Regions from separate parts of the Sus scrofa genome. Here region 2 is linked to region 1. Evidence: chromatin contacts called from public promoter capture Hi-C data. All regions are on one chromosome and are shown on one strand. The core of a region is the stretch at or near the end of the contact, and the rest is flanking DNA. Distances in the headings are between cores, read along the strand shown. Region 1 holds the start of SNX22 (sorting nexin-22). Region 2 holds the start of FAM96A (MIP18 family protein FAM96A).

The links. Promoter capture Hi-C pulls out the DNA fragments that hold promoters and counts their contacts.
Region 2: a contact with region 1 is called in a promoter capture Hi-C map of fetal liver, with 2.6 times the contacts expected there. The contact joins the promoter of FAM96A here to the promoter of SNX22 in region 1. A contact is called at or near these places in 1 of 5 promoter capture datasets (fetal liver), 12 of 47 Hi-C or Micro-C datasets (blood, fetal heart ventricle, fetal liver and 5 more) and 2 of 2 datasets of contacts at active chromatin or transcription factors (alveolar macrophages and skeletal muscle).

The regions. Positions count from the first base shown.
Region 1 is chr1:107,896,071-107,902,963 of Sscrofa11.1, reverse strand. It overlaps SNX22 (sorting nexin-22), which reads left to right and starts at 5,408. Exons shown (of 6, transcript XM_021093895.1): 1 at 5,408-5,558; 2 at 5,931-6,014; 3 at 6,420-6,524. The coding sequence starts at 5,484.
Region 2 is chr1:107,945,852-107,953,144 of Sscrofa11.1, reverse strand. It overlaps FAM96A (MIP18 family protein FAM96A), which reads right to left and starts at 1,527. Exons shown (of 4, transcript XM_021093923.1): 1 at 1,233-1,527. The coding sequence starts at 1,356. It overlaps SNX1 (sorting nexin-1), which reads left to right and starts at 3,225. Exons shown (of 15, transcript XM_021093910.1): 1 at 3,225-3,499. The coding sequence starts at 3,341.

The DNA of each region.
Region 1 (6,893 bases), core at 4,159-6,658:
CTTTTCCCTTAAGGGATGTGCTGATTGTTTCCAAATGACACCCCCTCCTAGGTTCAGAGTCTCAGCTTCCTCTTCCACTATGAGTGACAGCAGTGATGAGCACAGGAGCACAGTAGCAGATCTCCCCTTGGGAACATCAGCAGCCTCACACACACACACACACACACACACACACACACAAATGATGAGGCGCCTGGCAGCTGGGAACATGTGCAGGGCAGTGACCAGACTGCCCCGTAGAACCTGCCCACCCAGGGCCTAATAACAAGAGCTGCCCTGCCAGTGTGCTTGGGGCTTTGAAATCCCTCCAGCGCCATGGCCCTCCTCCCAGGTGGGTGTCATTATCTACATTCAAAGACTGAGCCTTAGAGACTTTAAGCAGCTGACCCAAGGTCACACCCCAGAGCCAAGACTTGAACTCAATCTGCTTGACTCAGCTTATCTGCTCCCAACTGACACACCCCACCCGGTCGGGCCTGGACAAGGAGGACCTAGATACTAACCCATGAAGGTGTTTTCTTAAAGGCCTGGTGGGCCTGTTAAGGACAGGTTACCCACCTATACCTTGTAGGCATTTGAGCTTCTCTGACACTATCAGCTACTCTCCCCAGACGTGCTCAGTGTGTGGGCCAGTCGGGCAGCAGGAGCAGAAGCTGGACGACAAGCACCTGGGTGAGTAGCTGGGGCCCATTAATGGCACAGACTAAAAAGTACTTGCTGAGGGGAAGCCCCAGCCAGCACCCAGGGCAGGGATGCCCCTTCCAGACCTCGGGCTGGGGCTGTGCCCACTCTGGCCTCTGGCCCACTTTCCTGTTGTCCCCAGGTCTCAGTCCCATGGCTCTCTTCACAGCACCTGGGTACCTGAACATGTCTTTGTTCCTTGAACCCGGTGTCCCCACATCTGAGGGGCGATTGGTTACTGACATCGTGCTGCAGTGTTGAGAGTCATGGCACCAGAAAATCCCCACAGGAAGCCGTTGCTTCAGATAGCAGGCAGCTGGGGTGGTCTCTGCAGCCGCCCCTGCTCCAGCCCTGCGTCCTGTTGCCTGAGGCACTGAGCTGCCTGTGACTTCTGGACAAGGAGCAGGTGCCTCCTAGGAGGAACACTGCTTGCCAGAGCCTTCCTGTCCCCTGAGAAGCAGGGCACCAGCCTACTGACCCCTGAGCCAGGCGTTGCTTTCAGGGCTCAGGCAGGACATGCTCGTCAGAGGTGCCTTCCTATCACAGCAGCCCTTTCCACGGCCCACGTTTCCTTTCTCACACCTTAGGCTCCTCATCTGTAAATGAAGTTTAGACTGGCTCAAGAATTTAGAATGTTTTAGCAGTAGAACGAATGATTTTTACACCAAAGTCCAATATTCACAACATAAAATTGTTACTTTATTATTTCAAATGTGTAAGATGTACTTATTCCTAAGGCAGTAAGGACTCTGAGGCTGTTAACAGGATAGTTGCTGATTTACATCAACTTCTGCTTCCAATTCATTCTCTCACCCTTTTTTAGTTGCACAATAATTGAGAAAATCAGGAAAAGCCTGATCACAGAGTTAGTAGTTGGAATAATGAATAGGTTTTGTTGTTGTTTTGTTGTTTTTGTTTTTTTAAGCTAAACTTGCAACCGCAGGCTACTAAAAGAGGAATAGAAGAGTTTGTTTTTGCTGTTTCAAAGATGAATCACTAACATTACATGGGCTGAACCATATGTAGTTGCCAATACCCCACAGCTTTGGCCTACAAAAGCAGAAAATTCATGTAATAGGAATATTGAAATAAGAATAGCTAACATTTGGAGTTCCTGGTGTGGTTCAGGAGTAAGGAACCCGACTAGCATCCATGAGGACGAGGGTTCATTCCCTGGCCCCGCTCAGAGGGTTAAGGATCTGGCGTTGCCGTGAGCTGTGGTGTGGTTGCAGACTCAGCTCGGGTCCCACAAGGCTGTGGCTGTGGCTTATTGGAAGCATGACACCATTTACTCCATGCAGAGCTCTCTGTGGTACAGATAAGGACCCTGAGGCATGGACTTTGTCCAAGGCTTCCCAGGTGACCAGAGCCCCTGGAGGAGCAGACCAGGACCAGCTCTGCACAACCCCTGCCCCAGGTTGCTGGGCCCCTAGGCTCGCCCTCGGAGGGAGGCCAGAGAGAATTCAGCCTCTGTCCCCAGTGGCTCCCCCACCAGCCCACAGCCCAGGAGCTGTTTGTTTTCTTAACGGGGTTAACCAAACCTCAGGAGCAGCGAGGGCCGCCCAGCAGAAGCCGAGCCAGTGAAAGGGGTTTTGTGTGCATGAACCAATGTCGAGCCAGTGTGGGAGCCGCAGTCTAGCCCACCTGCTCACCCATGACCAGGAACCCAGGAGGTGAGGTGGCGGGGGGGACACCTCTGCCCCCTGCTCTGGCCTTGATCCTCATCTGCAGAGTGAGACCAGAGAGGCCTGGCTCCCTGGTGGGGCTGGTGTGGGCCTTTAAGAGACAGCTGTTTACATGACCCCCAAGCCAGGAGCATCAACGTCACCAGCAACCTCGTGCAACAGGCACAGTATCAGCCTCCAAGCTAGGCCAGTGCATTCGGGAAACCCGAGTCAGGGCCCTGTAATCTGAGCCTGGAATTTGGCTCAGTGTTCATATACTGAGCAGGCCAAATGCTTGAAGTAAACAGAAAACAAACTATTCCTTTGTAATAACCGCTTTGGGGTGTACACCATGTCATGCATTCCTCTTTATAGGAAAATGTTCTCCCTAAATTGTTTTATCCCCCTGAAGAGATAAATGTCTCCAGGTCAAGAATCTTATTTTTTTTCATTTGCATCTTCACTCACATAGGAATGAAATGCTGTGAAATAGGGAGCTGCAGATGTTTCACAAGTCAAGTGCATCAAATCTCCCTCTGTAACTGGGGATGAAAATCCACTGACTTGAGACTTCTTAAGAACACCTGAAAATTAAATAAACAAGGTGGGATGACAGTCTGCAGAGAGAGCGAGTTGTCTAACTCTGGGGGTGGGAAGAGGGTCCTGTTGTTACCCTCAGCTGGCCTTCCTATACAGCTTCAGCAACCCTTGCTCCCTTCCTACCTCTTTCCCAGGCTTTTCCTTCTCTTCCAAGCCTTTGCCCAACACCCCCTCCGCCATTCATTCATATAGTCTTTCATTCAACACGTGTTTGAGTGTCTACTATATATTTGGCACCCTGGTGGCGACCACTGACAAGAGACCACATCCCTGGTCAGATGGTACTGAGTCTGGGGCTGACTTGGGGAAACCAGGGAGACATACGATAAACAAAAGAAACTCCATATTGGGATTAAGTGCAGAGAGAGCGGGCTTTGAGAGGGTGGGCAGGAAGGAAGGCATCCTTAAGGAGGTGAGTTTTAGGCTGAGAATTGGAAGTTTTAGGCAAAGCCTATCAGGTGAACTGTCAGGAAAGAGTATAAATGTCCTGAGGTAGGAGTTCCCGTCATAGCTCAGTGGTTAACGAATCCATCTAGGAACCATGATGTTGCAGGTTCCATCCCTGGCCTTGCTCAGTGGGTTAAGGATCCGGCATTGCCATGAGCTGTGGTGTAGGTTGCAGACACGGCTCGGATCTGGTGTTGCTGTGGCTGTGGCTCCGATTTGACCCCTAGCCTGGGAACCTCCATATGCCGCGAATGCGGCCCTAGAAAAGATTAAAAGACAAAAAAATAAATAAATAAATAAAAATAAACTAAATGTCCTGAGGTAGAAAGAGCTCATTAGGTTTGAAGAACTGGAGGAAGGTCCCTGCTACTGGAGCCCCATTGCACAAGACTGGAGGAGAGAAAATGAAATGAGAGATGGTGGCTGGGCCAGGTCGTTTAGAGCTCGAGATAGTGTGGGGAGGGTGGCTTTCGTTCTCAGCACAATATGAAGCCTTTGCAAGTTTTAAGCAGGTGCCTGGACAGTTTGTGCTCTAGTGGAGAGGGAGTAAGGCAAGGAAAAGCAGCAAGATCCCTTAGGAAACTGGCAGTTTTCTGGGTGGTGGGGATAGAGACGGAGGGCAGACCTTCAGTAGGCTGGGTGATCAAGAAGTTTAGAGGTCTGAGGGCCCAGGAGAGGACTTCCCAGACAGCAGACAAGGAAAGCAGGGCCCCTGTGGGGCTCTATAGACGTCAAGGGAGGAAATGAAAGCTCAGCACTTCTCCTCATGGGGGGTCATTTCCCTTCCAGGAAGTTTCAGCTTCCTGATTCTGGAGCCCTTGTGAGATGGAATTTGGGGGGAAAAGTGGGGGGGACATAGTACTGGCGAGACCTGCCTGCCTCCTTTCGGGTCATCCTCTCAGCCTCTCTGTGGGGGCAGAGCTGGGAATGGAGAGTTTCTGCTCCAGCTCAGAAGCACCTCTGCACTAGCAGGGGAGGGACTGACTTGGTATCCCCCAACCCCAACTTCTCAGGTGCTCTGCTTCTTCCTTCCCACCATAGAGGAGTCAGTGGAGTGGAGGCCTATGCTGGATGAAACAGCTCCCTTATGGCCATAGCCAGGGCAGGGGTAGCTGTGGCTGAGGGATGGGGGCAGAGGCCCCTCTCAGGAGGTGAGAGTTCTGGATTAAATCCTGCCGCATATTCACAACAGCTCTGTCAGAAGAGTGGGCAACATCAGCCCGGCGCCACCTCCCACAGTCCCTCTCCCTACCAGGTTGTCCTGTACACCAACACCACCCAACAATGTCTCCAGGACAGGCCCACAAACTGCGATTTTTCTCAGCATCTGCTTTGCTGAGGGCTTAGCAGGAATCATCTCAATTTTCATGCCCTCTCCTGAGGGAAGCATATTATCCAGATTTTGCAATGCGCACAGGCCTACTGTGCTTTCCACAATTGGGGAAATGCAAGGTGTCTGAATTTCCTTGAATTTGGTCCCTAAACTGCCTCTCCCCGACCTGATGCAGCTTGGGCTAAAAGACGAATGAATGGAGGAACGGATTTTTAAAATGAAAGAATGGAGTGGGCCTATGAGTGCTGGGGCGGGGAACATCAAAGCCAGAGTGCGACCAACTTTACCCCAGCACGCTCCCGGGGTATAGGCTGAAGTTGGAGTAAAGTGGATTGGAAGGGGGGCAGCCTGACCCCGGGGAAGGATGTGAGGAACGCCAAGAAATGTCCCTGGTTGGTCTGTGCCCTGGCTCCCTCCTTGTCCAGCCGTCCACGGGCCCTAGCCCTTCCTGCGGCTCAAGAGCAGGTGAAATTTTGGCTTGCCCCCATTCCTGGTCATCAGTGGGCGCTCAGCGAGTGTGGACATAGTACTAAACGGATGACTCTCTGTCGAAGAGTCCCCACGCCCTGCGGCCCAACTAGGCTCAGGGAGCGGCTCTAGCCTCCCGTCGCCCCCACCCCGGACCTGGTCTAATCAGCCCCCGGCAGGACCCGGAGGCAGGAGGGAACGCCCGGGGCGGGGCTAACGTGGGGGCGGGGCCAGCCACACTGGGGTCTCCAGTCCGCCCCGAGAGAGTTCCGGCGGCAATCAGCGCGCGGATGCTGCAGGTTCACATCCCTTCTGTGGGACCCGAGGCCGAGGGGACCCGGCAGAGCCCCGATAGAGGGCACATGGTGAGCGGGAGCACTGGATGGGAAGGGGTACAGGGACCCGCCAGATTTCCCTGCGCCGAACGCAAGGGGACCCCGCTCCTGGGGCTCGGGCGTCCGAACGCAGCGGGCCAGGCTGTCGAGGGCAGCTTCGTAAGGGTCTCCGGGCCGCTCGGATTTGCCAGCCCCGCGGACAGTGGTCCTGGCCCTTGAGGGGCTCACCGCATGGAGCCGAGTCCCCGAGTGTGTGCGAGCGTGGGAGGGTCCCTGAAGAGCGGAGCGCTCCCGCCGCTTTGTGCCTTTGAGGGCGGAGGGTGGGCGAGTGGCCGGGCAAGGGTCCAGCGGCGCCCTCCCGTCGGCCTCATGCGCACCCGGCTGCCTGCCCGCGCCCGCCAGGTGTTCCGAGTGGAGGTGCTGTGCCGCGGGCGCAGACATACCGTGCAGAGGCGCTACAGCGAGTTCCACGCGCTGCACAAGCGGGTGAGGCAGCAACCGACCGACCGACCCCGCCCAGCTCCTGCCCACCCTCTGGGAGGCGGGCAGACGAGCTGGCAGGCCCCAGTCTCTGCCATCCCCATTATCGCCCCAGGCCCTGAAGACCCCTGCGGGCTGCGGGATGGGCGCAAAGGGGCAGGTCCCAGCCTCTGTTGTCCGTGCCCTGGCGCAGCCAGCCCGCTGTCGGGCGTTTTGGGGGTGAAGGGTCAGGTTGGGGCGCCTCTCGCCCTTGTCCCATCCACCATTCACCACGCGGGTATGTCTCAGGATAGAGCCTGAAGTTTGGGAGTGCAGGCATGGCGGGGAGGACTGGAAAGGGGTCTTGGCTAGGATGAAATGAGCATGAGGGCTGGGTCGGGATGCTGTGATCGCACCTCGGTAACCTGGCAGATCAAGAAACTATACAGAGTTCCCGACTTCCCCTCGAAACGCCTGCCCAACTGGAGGACCAGAGGATTGGAGCAGCGGCGGCAGGGCTTGGAGGCCTATATCCAGGTGTGCGTGCGTCTCTCTCTGTTGCCCCCCAGCCTGCTGCATGCAGAGGTGCGGGGCATGGGGTGAAGGATCCCACATTTGGGGCATTTTGTTTGTTTGTTTTTGTGTGTTGGGCACACCTGTGGCATATGGAAGTTCCGAGCCACAGCTGCAGCAATGCTGAATACTTAACCCACTGTGCCAGACTGGGATCAAAGCTGCGCATCAGCAGCCTCCAGAGCCACTGTAGAGATAATGCTGGATTATTAACCTAATTGGGCCACAGTGGGAACTCTTGGGGCCTGCTATTTACTACTTCAAATTTCCAAACAGTAATGGGTCCAAACATACCTGTGAATTGGTAGGACTGAGTGAGGTAATCAGGAGGCA
Region 2 (7,293 bases), core at 278-2,777, 54 kb before region 1:
CTTAAAGTCTCTCCTTCCTCTGAATTTCTGTATCTCTCGTACAGTCTTTGGCCTTCTTTTGCATATGATTTTTAAGTTACATTTTTGCATTTATAAAGGCTCCCCTCAACAAAAGTGTGAGGACAAAAACTCTCTTTCAAAGTTGTATCACCAGTGCCCTGTTGTCCCTAGATGCTGGAGATAGAGATCTGACAGGACAGGAATGTGTCCATCTGCCTTGTGGAGATCATTCCATTCATAATTATCTCCTCATTGGGGTTAAGTCCTGCCTCTAGCAATAGGTAAACTAGATTAGCTCCAAATGTCTTTAACATCCCTGGCTTCTTTCTACTGGTCTATAATCCTTACCTGCATATTTGCATTCTTGCAGTTTTACCCTGGTTACCAGGAATTGCCGAAAGTTAGACCAGTCTTTTTAGTTTTCAAACACAATACTAGAAAATCCCCAAAAAAGGTAAGTCATAAAGCAAAAGTGCACTAAGTTTGGAATCAGAAGATTCCAAACTTAGTGATTGGTTTTTGGTGTTTCCTTAACCAAAACTTTGGTTTTGGTGTTTCCATGGAGTCAATGTGGCCTCCAAGTAGTTGCTTAACCACTCTAAACCTTTGTTTCCTCATCTGTACAGTGAAGACGGTTCCAGGGTTTGAAAAGAGTCTACCTGCATCTACATCTAAAACTCTGTGTGTGGTTTGCTTTTTTGTTCTTCTTTTGTTTTTGCATTCCAGGCTTAGCTGTGTGGAAAAAAAACAAAAACAACAACAACAAAACTTAAAGTTCAAGGCTAGGCTCTCAGGAACCTCTGGCTATTGCCTATGCAGAAAAGAGTAGCTGTGACCTTGAGCTAGTCCTCAACTCCACCCAGCAATGCCCTCGGCGGTGGCAGGATTGTGTGTCCAGGGGCTGGAGATAGGAAGCTCAAGTCATGCAATCAGGCCAGCTTTGCTTCCTAACCAAGCATCCTAGACTCCTGCTCTGCCCAGATGTCTTGAGATGGCCACTAGAACGTGAGGCAGACAAGAAAATTGAAGCATTTGAGACTCAGGGTTCGACTTGCCCTAGGTTTAGGAAGAACCTTATAAAGACCACATGCCCGAAAAACTTGGGACCCGGGAGAAAAAGCTTTCCATGCTCCCAGAAATCCGGCAAAAACCACTCCCACTCTCAGGTGAGGCCCAAGTTACCCCCGCCTCCATATATACCGCCAAACACTGCCCTCGGTAAAATTATTTACCATAAACCTCTAGCGCTTTCTCTTCCATGATCCGGGGCTGCCGGGCAGCTCCGCGCTCAAAGAGGCCGGAGAGCCACAGGACTCTGTTCAGCGTCCTGGAAAGCAGCCCGGACACCCGCTCCATTCTCACGCTCCGCCATCCCTGGCGACTGTCCCACCCGAGCCACCGTCTTTCAACAGCGAGCTTCACAATTTATCAACTTCCTGATCTTCAAAGGGGCCAAGACAAGCCTAAAAGGTCCTGGGCAGCAGAGACTAGGCGGGACTGGACGGAGTAGCGCGAAGGATCTAGGGAAAAAGGCTGCACGGACTACAAACCCCAGCATACTTTGCTCGGCTTTGGCGGACAGGAGGGGCGGGCGGGGGGGGGGGAAATCCCTAGAGGCACGTGAAGCGCGTTGTGTGCTGGGACGTATGGGCGTTTTCTTCGGAAGACGGAGAGCTGCATTATGGGAACTGTAGTTTCCCACGGTGGGGGGGTCGGGAGGGAGGTAACGTTTTGTTACCCATTACAAAATGCCTCACTCAGCGCTTGGATAAGCTAAGGATGAATACTGAAGAGGTAGGGAAAAGGAAATCTTGATTTCTAGTGCTGGAGGACGTCTACACGGAGACTCCCTACCGTTATTTCTCCGAGAGAGTGTCGCTTCCAGCCAAAGTTTTCTTAACGACTAGTCAGGCCGGAAGTGAGTTTCCGTTGCAGTGAAAGGACGTGTACTTGGATGGTTAGGCGTGGAGGGGGTTCCTTTTTGGTTTTGTCTCATAGGAACTCAGGCCAGCACAACTCCCAATACCCCCTGAATATTTCTGCCAGTTTCCCTCGAAGACAACTTAGAACGAGAGAGCTTTCCCCTGTGTCCGGTGTGTCTCACAGTGACATTAGAGATCGCAATCCTAAAAAGAACGTTCTAAGCCCTTTGGTATTGGTGGCTGTGATGATGCCAGTAACAAGGTTGATGGTATTAATTTTATCCATCCATCCTTCCAATCAAGTCTCAAACGTTTATTAGATACTTAATTTGCCAGACTTAGTCTATAGACGCGGAGGATACAAGATGGGACAGGACTCCCGCCCTTAAGCAGCTCACAGACCTGTGAGGGAGCCAACACCTGATGCTGAGAGATTTGCAGTTACAAACAAACTAAACCTTTTGTCAAAGTTGATGCCAAGTTTAGTATCATCTCTATTGAGAGGAAGGTCAGGATTTCTTGCTGAGTTATCCCATGATAACATATCCTATTTATCTTTAAAGATAAAATCTTATATAGCTGATTTAGACTTTAAGCCCACCAGATAATAGTGAATAGTTTAGGCCGCAGGAAAATTTGGTTCAGAGTTTAATAATTCCCCTGTCATCTGTTCCACTCCACTTACTCCACAGCAGTTGTGAGGATAATCCTAACTTCCTTGCGACCAAACTTAGCCCACTGAAGTCTCACCTCTTTGAGGCGTCCTGACTTCTCCAGGCAGAATTGATGATCTCTTACTATGCTCCCACAGCACATTATAGCACTGATCGTATTGAATTGTTAATTTACATGCCCGTCTCCCTCAAGCGCCTGGTGGGCAGAAGGAGCTTTATTTTTATATGTGAAACGCATAGCAGGGTGCGAGGCACAGAGTAGATGCTCAATATTTATTTCTTGAATGAACTAACTAAATGTCAAGAGAATAAATGGCGAAAATTGACTGCATATGTTGAGACCTCAACCAAAAATACTTATTAAATGTCTTTGAAGCCGCTGCGCTTGGCATGAGTTGGTGGCTGGTAGAGGTTTTCAGACTTTTTTCATCTCCTTAAGAAGTCTATTAGATAAAGCACAAAGAGCCACAGGAACCTGAGCGGCCCCTAGCTCCTCCTCTCTTGCTCCTCTGCTCCCTAGGTTAAGAGTGCGGGGTCGCGATCCAGGGCTTGGATTGGCTGGACAGGAGCTGCGAGCCGGCCCCCACCCCGCCCCGAGCGAGTACGCCCCGCCCCTTTTCCCCGCCCTGTGTGTCCCGCAGGGCTGGTGGCTGCCATCCCGCCTCCGCTCTGCTGGAACGCTTTGCTCGCGGCACTATCTCTCCATAAAGTTGTTGTTGCGGCTTCCGCCGCGGGTGGAGGAAGATGGCGTCGGGTGGTGGTGGCTGTAGCGCTTCGGAAAGACTCCCTCCCCCCTTCCCCAGCCTGGAACCGGAGTTCGAGGGGGCGACAGGGGGGTCGGAACCCGAGGCGGGGGACAGTGACACCGAGGGGGAGGATATTTTCACCGGCGCCGCGGCGGCCGTAAGTTCGCCCCCTTCGGGGCAGGCGGGCGGGCGCCCCAAAAGGAAAGGCTAAGCGAGTGCCGGGAAGGCTGGGCAGAGTGGGCCCGGCGAGACCTTGTGTTGGTGACAGTAGTCATGGCTTGGGTCCGGATGAGCGCAGAGACGTGAGCCCTGGCTTCCTGGACGCTGGGTGGACGGTGAGGAATGAGGGGTGTGGTGGCTTCTCTGCCGAGGTCCCTGACAGCGAAGAGCTGCCAAGGCAGGCATTTGGCCTTGCTTTGTGGTGACCCCACGAACCCCCGGGGCTGTTTTGCTGGTGGTTTCCTTCCGTGCTGATTTAATAGGTCAAGATAAAGAAAAGGGGTGCAGACTTTCCTTTTCCTTGCCTTACTGTTCCAGGGATGAATAATGTTATCTAGAATGGCCCAGGATAGTGGCCCGCCCACAGATCCTTTCCTTAGCTCAGTACTTCACCGGTAATTACTAAAGGCCCTTTCTGGATCTTAGTTTATGAGAGTTAGGCCGACTCCTTTGATGTCTAGGAAAATCTTGCCAGAGGTCGGTTGAAAAAAAAGGCCCTGCCGGTTTAATCACTACATAGACAGAAAGCTTTGTCCCTTTTAAAGGAATATGTTAAAATGCCTAAAGCCTTAGTGGGAGCGAATCTGTAAATTCAAGATGAAAATGGGGTTTCTCATAGTAATATCCGGGTTTCTAGAAAAAGTTAAGATATTGGGAAAAACTAATCTTTCTATGTGGAATATGGATATAAGTAGTCAGTTCTGGAACCAGTAGAGATGTTTTGGGCTGTTTTATAAGAACATTGATTCATAAGAACACTTGATCCAGTTAGTTGCAGGTTGAAAATTTCTTCAGTGTTAGGTCTGGATTTATGTATCTTTCCATCTTGGGTAATGCTTATCTTCATAGTAGCTACTTAATATAGGAGTGACTAAAAGAGCTTTATGTTCTTTATGCAAGTATGTGTCTGAAAAAGTTTGTCTCATTTATGTCAGAAAAGGTTAAGTTTCCGAGTTCCCTGGTGGCACAGTGGGTTTAGGATCAGGCATTGTCAATGCAGCAACTCGGGTCCCTACTGTGGCTCATGTTCTATCCCTGGACTTCCGCATGCTGTGTTGTGGCCAAATAAAAAGAAGAAGAAAAAGATTAAGTTTCTTGGCAGTATCTTTTGTGACAATCATTAGAATTTTCCCTGTACTGCATTTAGGAATTAAGTCCCTAGCTGCAGCTTAAAAAGTATTTGGTAGTATAACAGCTCAAACTGTCTAATGAAGTCTCTGTTACTCTGAGAAATAACTCTTGCTAATTTAGTCTTTCTGTATCCCCTATAAAACAAATCTTTAGTCTTTTCCTTCAGTAATAACTCTCATAAGCAGTGGAGAACTGCTAGTGTTGATAGCTGCTGAGATGGAGATAGACTGAACATCTGAAAATAGAGCCTCTGACTCTGAAAGTGATTGGTCACATAGGCAAATTATTGTTTATTTTTCAAAAACAACCCTGGAAGAATGAGGAGTTATTTTCTGGAGTTCTCTTAATAAGTTTAAGAGATTGTGATTTGATGGATGTCACCATATTACTTCCCAGGGACATGAATACTTTCTCTCCCTCTCCCTACCTCCTTCCCTCTCCCTGTCTCAGTCTCTCTCCTGTGAAAATACTTAGCCTAATTTCCAGGTAGGAGGAGAAGAGGGTAAGAACTTGTTCTACCACAGAAAGCTAACTTTTTTTTTTTCTTTCTTTCTGTTTAGGGCTGCACCCACAGTGTATGGAGGTTCCCAGAGTAGGGGTCGAATCGGAGCTACAGCTGCCGGCCTACACCACAGCCACAGCAACCCGGGATCCGAGCCATGTCTGCGACCTACACCACAGCTCAAGGCAACGCCAGATCCTTAACCTACTGAGCAAGGCCAGGGATCCAATCCGCAACCTCATGGTTCCTAGTCAGATTCGTTTCCATTGCTCCACAGAGGGAACTCCGAAGGCCAAATTATTTTTATTGAGATTTTTATTTATTTATTTATTTATTTTTTTAGCATCCTGTCCTGATACAAATCTCCAGGAAGCCAAGGCTCAAGATGCCTCACTAGTTGGGCTGTAAATGCCTTGTTAAGTAGCCATTAGTACAAATGATACTCTAATAATTGCTTTAGTTGTGAGCCAGTGTGAGAGGATAAGTGATTGTAGTTGCTTCTGTATATTAAGGAACAACACTGAAGAACAAAGTAATTAAGAAAGTGAGCTTTGTTTTGAAGGCTGATTTAAATCCAGGCCGTTACTTGCTGGCTTAACCTTGGGCAAAGTACTTAATTACACATTAGAGTTTCCTCACTTGTTAAATGTGAGTAATAATAATAATAACCTCCATCATCATTGTGGGATAAAATTAGCATACCTGTAAAACACTTATAACAGTTGAGCATTTTGTAAACTAGAACTACTCTTAGAATCAAAAACCCCACAAAATCTAATAATGGATTAGAAAAGTTAAATTAACCCTAAAAATGGTTACTAAAGTTTATCAAAATCAATCTAGTAATCAGATTGATTTGATTAGTTCAAAACCATCAGAGTAGACACTTAATGAACTCAGTAGCATCTTTCTGATTTAAGTTTATCTTTATACTGTTTTGTTGCATGTTGGAGGCAAAGAGGGGGCATTAAAGAATTGAGAAGCTGAGACATGTAAAATTTAAAACCTATTTATGGTATACATGTAATTTCCTGGACATTGATGTAACAGCTGCTGCCGTTAATCATCCCATCTGCTCTCTTTTAGAGCCCACAGGCTTTGTTAATACAGTAATAAAAATATGATTTGATTTGTCATTGAAAGAGCAGCCCATGATATGTATCTTAGAATATACAAAGCAGTTATTTGAGTGGGGTAGACCAGAGTTAAAAGAATTATTAGGAGTTCCTGTCATGGCTCAGTGGTTAACAAATCCGACTAGGAACCATGAGGTTGCAGGTTTGATCCCTGGCCTTGCTCAGTGGGTTAAGGATCTGGCATTGCCGTGAGCTGCGCTGTAGGTCGCAGACGTGGCTCGGATCCAGTGTTGCTGTGGCTCTGGCATAGGCCGGTGGCTACAGCTCCGATTCGACCCCTAGCCTGGGAACCTCCATATGCCACGGGAAGAGGCCCTAGAAAAGACAAAAAACAAAAAAACAAAAAACATTTGGTTGGAGTTCCCGTCATGGCTCAGTGGTTAACGAATCCGACTAGGAACCATGACGTTGCGGGTTCGGTCCCTGCCCTTGCTCAGTGGGTTAACGACCGGCATTGCCGTGAGCTGTGGTGTAGGTTGCAGACGCGGCTCGGATCCTGCGTTGCTGTGGCTCTGGCGTAGGCCAGTTGCTACAGCTCCGATTCGACCCCTAGTCTGGGAACCTCCATATGCCGTGGGAGCGGCCCAAAGAAATAGCAAAAAGACAAAAAAAAGAATTATTACAACAAGTCTGAGGAGTTCCCGTGTGGCACAGTGGAAACAATCCAACTAGGAACCATGAGGTTGTGGGTTAGATCCCTGGCCTTGCTCAGTGGGTTAAGGATCCAGCGTTGCCATGAGCTGTGGTATAGGTTGCAGACGATGCTCTGATCTGGTGTTACTGTGGCTCTGGCGTAGGCCAGCAGCAACAGTTCCAGTTAGACCCCTAGACTGGGAACCTCCATATGCCAAGGGTGCGGCCCTAAAAGGACAAAATACAAAAAAAAAAAAAAAATCTGAAATCATTGTCTTAAGACTAAAAACCAACCTGTGGAAGGTCTGATTCTTGAGGATGCTTAAGACT